3 separate regions of the Mus musculus genome follow, and all the other regions are linked to region 2. The links are chromatin contacts, called in public Hi-C and HiChIP or PLAC-seq maps. All regions are on one chromosome and are shown on one strand. Each heading gives the region's core, a stretch centred on a gene start, on an enhancer-like site or on the middle of the called end of the contact. The rest is flanking DNA. Distances are from core to core; before and after follow the strand shown.

What was found. Hi-C and Micro-C count contacts between places; a contact is called where the count stands out from the background. HiChIP or PLAC-seq counts read pairs in DNA pulled down with a chosen protein or histone mark.
Region 1: a contact with region 2 is called in an H3K27ac HiChIP or PLAC-seq map of regulatory T cell precursor, with 14 times the contacts expected there. The contact joins the promoter of 1700122E12Rik here to the promoter of 1700067K01Rik in region 2. A contact is called at or near these places in 7 of 39 promoter capture datasets (the 3T3-L1 cell line, the C10 cell line, the SN4741 cell line and 3 more), 5 of 484 Hi-C or Micro-C datasets (the C2C12 cell line, CD4 T cells, embryonic stem cells and 1 more), 13 of 115 datasets of contacts at active chromatin or transcription factors (astrocytes, bone marrow-derived dendritic cells, bone marrow-derived macrophages and 9 more) and 2 of 9 other capture datasets (adipose tissue and liver).
Region 3: a Hi-C map of muscle stem cells shows a contact between it and region 2, with 2.9 times the contacts expected there. The contact joins the enhancer-like site here to the promoter of 1700067K01Rik in region 2. A contact is called at or near these places in 1 of 39 promoter capture datasets (neural stem cells), 4 of 484 Hi-C or Micro-C datasets (CD8 T cells, embryonic stem cells and muscle stem cells), 8 of 115 datasets of contacts at active chromatin or transcription factors (bone marrow-derived macrophages, embryonic forebrain, embryonic midbrain and 4 more) and 1 of 9 other capture datasets (embryonic stem cells).

The regions. Positions count from the first base shown.
Region 1 is chr8:84,845,741-84,848,772 of GRCm38.p6, reverse strand. 1700122E12Rik (a long non-coding RNA gene) reads right to left here and starts at 1,626. Exons shown (of 3, transcript XR_106144.5): 1 at 1,453-1,626; 2 at 478-703. It overlaps Calr (calreticulin), which reads left to right and starts at 1,842. Exons shown (of 9, transcript NM_007591.3): 1 at 1,842-2,065; 2 at 2,422-2,523; 3 at 2,708-2,911. The coding sequence starts at 1,975.
Region 2 is chr8:84,000,173-84,002,872 of GRCm38.p6, reverse strand. It overlaps 1700067K01Rik (RIKEN cDNA 1700067K01 gene), which reads right to left and starts at 1,410. Exons shown (of 6, transcript NM_183097.3): 1 at 968-1,410; 2 at 1-12. The coding sequence starts at 1,296. Samd1 (sterile alpha motif domain containing 1) reads right to left here. Exons shown (of 5, transcript NM_001081415.2): 5 at 2,458-2,700.
Region 3 is chr8:84,633,493-84,636,192 of GRCm38.p6, reverse strand. It overlaps Cacna1a (calcium channel, voltage-dependent, P/Q type, alpha 1A subunit), which reads right to left. Exons shown (of 47, transcript NM_007578.3): 42 at 2,642-2,700; 43 at 2,430-2,543; 44 at 609-644. It overlaps Gm39212 (a long non-coding RNA gene), which reads left to right. Exons shown (of 3, transcript XR_003947427.1): 2 at 1-2,700. Among named protein-coding and RNA genes, the nearest start is that of Gm39212, 3.8 kb to the left of the region's middle. Within about 2 kb of position 1,297, at least 62 of the 459 cell types and tissues checked have an H3K27ac peak or open chromatin away from gene starts, as enhancers often do. A contact at or near this core is called in embryonic stem cells and muscle stem cells, where this site is marked.

The sequences.
Region 1 (3,032 bases), core at 377-2,876, 850 kb before region 2:
ACACCGGCTCTCACCGTCCACCTTATCTGACACAGGGTCTCTCTTCTTTTCTCCTGCTGCATTGCAAGCAAGCTGGTCAAGTGTGATTCTCATGTTCCTGCCTGCTATCCTGCTGAAGTATACTGCGTTTACAGTTGTGCATTACCACATTCAGGGTTTGTTTTTTTTTTAAAGCTTTTAATTTTTATTTTATTTGTATAGATGTTTTGCCTGCACGTATGTCTCTGTACTATTTACACATCTGGTGCCCACAGAATAGGGCTTCAGACCCTCTGAAACTCAAATTACCTGGTTTTGATCCTTCATGTGTGTGTGCTGGGAATAGGACTGGGGTCATTCAGAAGAGCAGCCAGTGCTCCAAACCAATCTCTCCTGTCCTTTATTTCATTGTGTTAAAGCAGTGTATCATTTAACCCAGGCTGGCCTCAAACTCACTATGCAGCTGAGAACTGAACTTTTGACCCCTGCTTCACTCACCGTCTTGGGTACTAGGACAAAGCAGAAGGCATCAAGCATATGTGTCAGTGGCACAGGACTGGAGGGAGGGTCAGGTCAGTCACAGGTCTGTCAAGATCATGTTGAACTTGGGTGTCCTCCAGTGGGACCTTCACCAGCAATGCTGAGTTCTGTACACTGCCTGGGGGACAGGGTGGAGACCCAGCTTCTTGACCTCAAGTGTCATTGCTTGACTGAGTTCCTCTCACTGCAAAGGAAGCACGCCATTTTTGTAAGGATTCCTTCTGCGCAGTTCATAGTCTTGTTTCAGGGTTCCCAATTCCTCAGTTTGGAAACACCTCCCATCCCCCATCCCCTACAGGTACTGTTCTTCCTCCTCCAGGCAGCAGGCAGAGTCACATGATTTGAGTCAGAGGACTCCAGATCCAAGGGTCCTGCTTATCTCACTAGAACTATCACCATAGCCATCTGTGTCCTTTTTCCTCCTCAAACGGCACCCCTTGCCTTCTGCCGTTTATTGCAAAAGCCAAGTCGTTTGTGGGAGACCACAAGAAGTGACTCCTTTCATTCTCCAGCTTAAGAGAAAGAGAAAAAAAAAAAAAACAAAAATCAAAAAACCCCTACTTCTCACCCAAGAAAACACGCTTACACTCACACCCCTGAGACTTCTGTGTTTCCTGCTCTTGAACCGTGGACAGCCCTAAAAGGTTTAAAAGCATTTCTGTCAAGATAGCTCAGGGTCACCCCTGTTGGCTTCTGACATTTCAGGGAGGCGAAATGACTTGTATCATGTCACACAGGCTGCAGGGAACTACGGGACGAGAGGAGAAAGCTGGTACGTTCTCTATGGCCTGAACAACTGTGGAACCAGAATGCAGCGAAACCTCAGGATCCTGGCTGGCCCTTGACCTTATCCTGAATAGGAAACGCTCGCCATCGGTGGGCGTTCCCTAGGTGCAGGACAGACGGAACGTGAAAGTTGCAAATAATCCTTACTTCTTCCCTCTGACCAGAGAGGATGGGAAAGGGCCGAAGCTAAGGACCCGTCTCGGTCCCGCACCGCACGGTTAACACCTGGTACCGCTCGCGCGGATTCTTTAAACGACTCCTAGCGAGCCAGAGACTCTCAGCAGCAAGGGCGGGGTTGGGCTGAGGTTCAGTCACGTGACCGTGCCTGAGTGGGCTAGCGGCCCCCACCCCACCAGGGGGCGTCCCCCACAACGCGTGGTCGACCCTCATTGGCCCATAGTGCGACCAATAGAAATCAGCCATCTGGGATCCCAGCGTTCCGAGCCACAGCCTAACTTGCTGAGCCAACTGGGAAGCAATGGAAAGGGACAGCTGTAGGTCTAAACCAGTCAAAAGGACCGAGGGGCGGGCTCAGCGGCTGTGTCAGGTTCGGGTGAGAGGTAGGTGAATATAAATTGAAGCGGCGGTGGCCGCGTCCGTCAATACCGCAGAGCCGCTGCCTGAAGATCGTCTTAAAAGGCCTGTGTGCCGCCGCCCCCTCGGCCCGCCATGCTCCTTTCGGTGCCGCTCCTGCTTGGCCTCCTCGGCCTGGCCGCCGCAGACCCTGCCATCTATTTCAAAGAGCAGTTCTTGGACGGAGGTAAGGTCTGGGCCCGTCTCGAGGCCGCTTAGCGACTGCTGGGCCCCGAGACCTCGGCTGCCTCGTCGTGTGTAATGTAATTACCGTTCAGAGGGCCAACACTGTGGCCCCAGAGGGACTAGGGCCGCGGGCGGTTCCATGTGTGCGTCCTTGTGGGACTAGGAAGGCTCAGCCGTTTCCCGCCCCCAGAGTTAGGATTCGTCCAAGGACCTGAAGCCCATCGAGATGTCAAGTTTGAGGTTGGGATGGGAATCCCCTTCCCCACCCCCACCTGCTTGTAGCTCCTGACAGACGTTGGTTATGGGGGCGGGGGTCGGACGGCCCCGCTAATCTGACTCTATGCCCTTCCCTTTCAGATGCCTGGACCAACCGCTGGGTCGAATCCAAACATAAGTCCGATTTTGGCAAATTTGTCCTCAGTTCTGGCAAATTTTACGGGGACCTGGAGAAGGATAAAGGTACAAGGGAGTGGGTGCAGGACAACTTCCTGGAGGAAGCTGTAGTCAGCACATACATCTTGTTGGGGCTTTTCCCAGGAACACGGGAGCCAAGGACAGGTGGAGGAAGGAAGGGAGGTCAGCCGTGCCCCTCTAGGTCTAGGGTATTCCGGGTTCACCTGATGACAGTCCCATTTCATCACAGGGCTGCAGACAAGCCAAGATGCCCGATTTTACGCACTGTCCGCCAAATTCGAACCCTTCAGCAATAAGGGCCAGACACTGGTGGTACAGTTCACGGTGAAGCATGAGCAGAATATCGACTGTGGGGGCGGCTACGTGAAGCTGTTTCCGAGTGGTTTGGACCAGAAGGACATGCATGGAGACTCAGAATATAACATCATGTTTGGTGAGGGGCCCCCAGCCAGTGCTGACCTCTGCCGGTTGGACAGTGGGTGCAGACTGAAACCCTTTGTAACCAGAATGCTGATCTTCATACCATGGAAAGCACTTGAATGATGAAAATTTTT
Region 2 (2,700 bases), core at 161-2,660:
TGTACTCGGTCCCTGCTGAAGGGAGAAAGGGGCCTTCATGTGGCATCTCTCCCCTTTCATCTCTAGGTGCCCCTCCTCCACCTGTATCCCGGGCTGAACCCTGATGAAATTTTCTCAGTGCTGTGAGCATGTGCATAGCATGCGCCAGAGTCCTGGGTTCCAATACCCCCAAATTAAACATTTTTTAAAAAGGGGGGCTGGGAGCTGAAGTAGGTGTGAGAGGCTGGAGCTCAGCATAGGAAAAGCTTCCCCAAGAGAAAGACCCCCCCCCCAAATGCCAAGTCTTTCTCCGTTGTCTTTCAGAACCACCTGCATCTGTCCTTTGAAACATTTGTTAAAGTGTGGGCACCTGGGCAGGGAGCACAACTCTGTGGCAGACAGAATGCTTGCCTGAGTTCCACCCCCAGTGTGTTTGGGGGTATATACAACCAAGTTCTCTCAAAACTGTAGAGCGAAGCTCGCTCAGAAAGCCTCCCGAAGACATCCCAGCCCTTTCCACTTGTCAGGACACTGCATTTTTCCTTGGGAGTGGAGGGTGGCCTCTCATACCAGAAGTTCTCTGACTAGAGTTGATGCAGATGGAACCTGGTTACCTGAATTAAACAGGGTTTTAAAAAGCTAAGAGAGCGTTTCAAATTTGGTAGGGAAGATGAGGAAGGAGGCTCACCAACCAGAACGGAATGAGACCTTCTCTCAAGAAGAAAAATATGGGCCCAATCAACCAACCAACCAACCAAAATCAAAGTTCTAGAGAAAAAAAGAAAAAATATTTTGCTACCCTAAAGGCCTATACATTGCCTGCTTCTGCCTCTCAATTCTTCACAGCCCTTGGTGCACTAGTAAAATGTATTCCTAATTAGCTAGACTCGTATACTGTATCTCTGGGCCCTGAGTTCAGTTTTTGGCCTTTGTGGGCTGCACAGCCTGTCCTCCTGTTCCTGGGACCTCGGCCTTTGTGCAGGGTCACCTGTAGAGCAAGTAGCTTTGAAAGTCATCCGCCTTCCTGAGCAGGTAACGGAGCTGGTCAGTGATGGGGCTGAACATAGAGTCCAGCGGGAGGCGAGCAGGGGCCGGCCCGAGCTCCGCTGCCAGTGGCTCCCGGGAGGACGTGGAGGCTGGAGCTTCCATCATGGGCTGTGCCCGCTGGGGCTCCTGCTCCGCTGAAGTCTCGGGTCTCCCGGCGGGCGACCACGAAGGGTCTCCATAGGGCGGCGGCCCGGGTCCCAGTTCCTCCGAAGGCGGTGCTTCTCCGGGGCCTAGGGCCAGCGACCCCGTGAACCAGGGTTCGGCAGCCATCCGCGTCCACAGTAGGCTCCTCCAGCTCCTGCGGCGTCCCGGGAGCGCACACACCTGGGGCCGACCGGCTTGGGCAGTGAGCGCAGCCGCACTCAGCCCGGCCTCGACGTCTCTGCCGGCGCCGCCCCGCGGGGCTTTCGCCTCTTTTGAATTTCAGCACGCGGAGGGCGCGCAGCCTGGGCCTGCACTGCGCACGGAGCTCGGCGGGCACCTGGCGCGCGGGGTGCTGCCAAGGGCGGAGCCCCAGACCTGCCTCGTGTTTGCGGTGCGCAGCTAGGCGCCTTTTCTCTTCCCAGGCAATTGACTGGACTGGATGGGGGTTGTGACGGTTACCCAGAGGCCTAGGCTACACCCCAGCAGGTGACCCCAAGATCTCTTAACTGATGGAGCTGGGATCTGCTTTTGACCTTCCTAAGGCCTAGTGATACAGCGGTTACTTATACAATAAAAATCCTCAGATGGGTGATCTTATCCCATCGTCTTTTTAGTTCCAGTATGCCCGCACTGGTCCCAGAACACTTGTAGGTTGGATTCCTTGCTACGTGCAAAGACTGACTGGTATTTAAGTACAGGCTAGGAAGCCAAATATATTACAAGGCTGGAAGTACGCAGCAACAGGTGTCACACTGTCCTGTGTGACCCTCAATTTGACTTTGTCAAGCCAGCTGCCCTGTCTATAAAATGAGTTTTATGACGTCTGCTTCACCAAACTACAGAGGTGACAACAAAACGCTCAGCAAGTGTGCAGTTAACTGTTAGTCACTCAACAAACACTTGAGCAGGTGGTTCTGGAATGAGATGGCAGAAGACAAAGGAACTATTCCAGTCCTAGACTGATTTTGTCATTGTTGAGACAGGACTGAGTGCCTGTAGCCCAAGCTGCCTTTTAACTATGTAGGTAAGTCTAGTCTCGAACTCCTGATCCGACTTCCCTCTCTGAAGTGTGAAGATAACAGGTGTGCCACCAAGCCCAGCCACAAAAACCGTCTCTTTTTGTGGTGGTGGAGATAGAACCGAGACGTTCTATCTGTATACTTGGTGAGCCCATTGAGTAGTGGGCTGAGGGAAGCCGTAGCTATTCTGCCTCACCACATTACTGTCTTAATGTTAAACTCTTCAAGGAGGCTTTTAGCACCTTCTTCCTCCATACAGAAAATGAACTTTTTTTTTTAAAGTTTTATTTAAAAAACCTTCGGTGCAATATTAAAAAGCAATACAGCCAGGTGGTACAATAGTAGACAGACAGAAAGGGAAGGACAAGAGGACCCAAGGTCCCTTACCTCACCTGTTCCCCAGAGGCTGGGGGTCAAGGGGGAGGACACGGGGGTGGTGGGACGAGGAAAAAACCACCACCAGGATGAATAGGCAGAACAAAACACATATAAGATACATCTGGCTGAACTG
Region 3 (2,700 bases), core at 48-2,547, 630 kb before region 2:
GAAGCATACTCAGTTTGCAGAGTGCAGACCTGGGAGCCCTGCTTCTCCTTGGCCCAACTCTCTTGCCCCTCACGCCCATCCCCACCTCTGGTCCCTATCCCTCAGGCCCAGCTTGGCCTGCCCTAGCAGTGGAGGTGCTGGAGACCATTCTGAGTCTGCATTTACTGTCCCAGAATCCTTGCTCTTGCTCTGCCATGGACAGTCTTCAGGTCTCTCTGTAGCAGGCAGAAGAAGGAAGACAGGGCCAACTGGACCAGGCCTGCTCCAACTCTGATGTGCAGGACCCAGCCCAAGGCAGGAGCTAAGGGACCTGAGGCAGTAGGCCAGTGGTCACTGGTTGAACTGGAGGAACAGACCCGCAAGAAATGGGCAGGGTGGGCAGGTCGGCCTCTTGGAGGCTCTGAAGACGATGTGGGGTGCCGTGTGGCCCCTTGCACACACAGGACACAACACACAAGGAAGGGGCTCCTCCAACACACAAGGTGGGGCTAGGGTGGGATCTGGAACGAAAGGGTAGGGTGGAGGGTAGTGGGAGATGGTGGGAGCTGTCACAGACAGGGCAGGGAGGGAGAGGGGCTGGAGCCGAGCTGGCCGGGCGCGGTACATACACTGAGGTCATTTCCACGTGGCCGGCCCCTTCTCCTCTGTCCCAGCCCCACAGGATGGCGCACACAGAAAAAACAGAAAGAAGGAAATAAATATAAAAGGCAGAAAGGATGGTGAGTGGGTGGTCCATGCAGGAGGTGGAGGGTAGAGAGGTTAAAACTCGGTGTCAGTGGTGTCGGATGAGGGGGTGCTCCAGGACCCCGCTGGCTGTCCCCCACAACAGGCACAGAAGAGACAGGAGACAGACAGATGGCAGAGACACGAGACTGACAGATGGGACAGCAAGGCCACAGGCTCCTGGCCCATTTCATGCGATGCACTGCGGCCCAGCACCCCTCCCCCGCCTCGCCCCAGCTTCAGCTCAAAGCTTCCAGGTGGCCTTCAGCCCAGCTTGGCTCATCTCTGTTTTGGGACCAGCAGGCCAGGCCTGACAGAAGGGATGGGGCAGCTACATGCACCCCAAGGTCACAACAGCCAGAGGCCAGGCCCTTGGGCCATGATGACCCAGCCAGACACAGCGAATCTGCTACATAATGCAGGGCAAGCTGCCCCAGCCAGACATGCCTGCCCCCTCCCGCTGCCCCCCTCCTCCTGCCCTTTCTTCTTGTCCTCAGTAGCAGCCTGGGCTTTATCCCCATTCCCGATTGCATTGCGATTGCGCAGTAGCCAGGCATGCTTGTTTCTCTGTCCCCATGGGGATCTTGCCTTCCCTATAAGGGGCTGGAGTAGCTAAGAGAAGCAGCCACACTGAGACACACATACCATGTACACACCCAACCCCCCAACCCTCCCAGACATGTGACAGCCATCCCAGGAACACCCAGACTCTGCTTTGTGATTCTTCAGACATGCTCTATTCCTGAAGGCAGCAGGCCATGTGCGTGCACACGGACATGCCTGTTAACACTGGGAACACACGGATGCATGTGCATGTATGTATGTATTGCATGTAAGTGGTATGTGTGTGAAGTGCACCAGGTCCGCCCATGCTAAGCAGGGGGATACCATGAGCTCCACTCTCCAGCTGTGGAGTTAGGATTCTAGTTTTCTTTTTTTTTTTTAATTAGTTTATTATTTGTGTACATGTGTGTGAGTTTGTGCACCTGTGTGTAGGTGCTTGAGAAGGCGAGGAGAGGGCACTGGGTCCCTGGAGCTCTGGTTACAGGAGGCTGTGAACCGGCATGTGCTGGAATTCAGTCAGGTCTTCTGCAAGAGCAGCGCATGCTCTTACCCAGTGAGCCACTTCTCTAGCTACTAGTCAGGATTCTTTAGTTTTGTTTTGAGTCAGGATCTCACACAGTGAGAGGCTGGCCTCGAACTAGCTATAGAGCAGTGTCTGACTGTGAACTCCCAATCTTCCTGTTTCCACTTTCCAAGTGGCAGGATTATAGATGTAAGTCGTGTTGCTTGTTTGAGAGGTGATCCAGGTCTATAGCCTAAGCTGCCCTGGAATTCCTCTTTCCTCAGCCTCCTGGGTGTGTGAGACGCCTCATGCTGCTGAAGCAGGCATTCCCAAAGGCATCTCTCACCAGAGCTGGACCCACCCCTTCCGAGCCCACTCCGCCCCTTTGTGCTCTCAAATAGGGCAGACAGAAGCCATTTGGCACTGACTACCATGTGCCTCAAGGTGCTCCATCTCTCTCTGGCTTTTGTCAGAGAGCGGTTAGGAGGACCAGGCTCTGAAGGAGTCAGGAAAGGGTGGTCTCCACCCTAACCCACCCACGAAGCTACAGATGGTCCCACCCAGGCTGGGGTCCCCAAGGGAGAGGTATAAGATCCTCAGTAACTTGTGTGGGGCAGCCCAGAATCCTGCAAGCTCTCACCTGGTTCTCTGCTGGGAGGCGGGGCATGGAGGCGGCCCTGGTCTGGCCTTCCATGGGGAGGTAGTGTTCGCTGTCTGAGTAGCCATCAGTACCCATTTCTCGCATCTCCACAGACTGTCAGGCAGAGGGTGGGGTAGGGTGAGTCTGGAGCCTCTGTATGGGAGAACCCTTTCTGCCTGAACCACCCAGCCTGCGGTAGGGGGAAGCAGCACCTGGGAGTTGGGCTGGCTGTTAGGCATGTCGATGGGTGGCCCTCGCTCTGGGCTCCAGG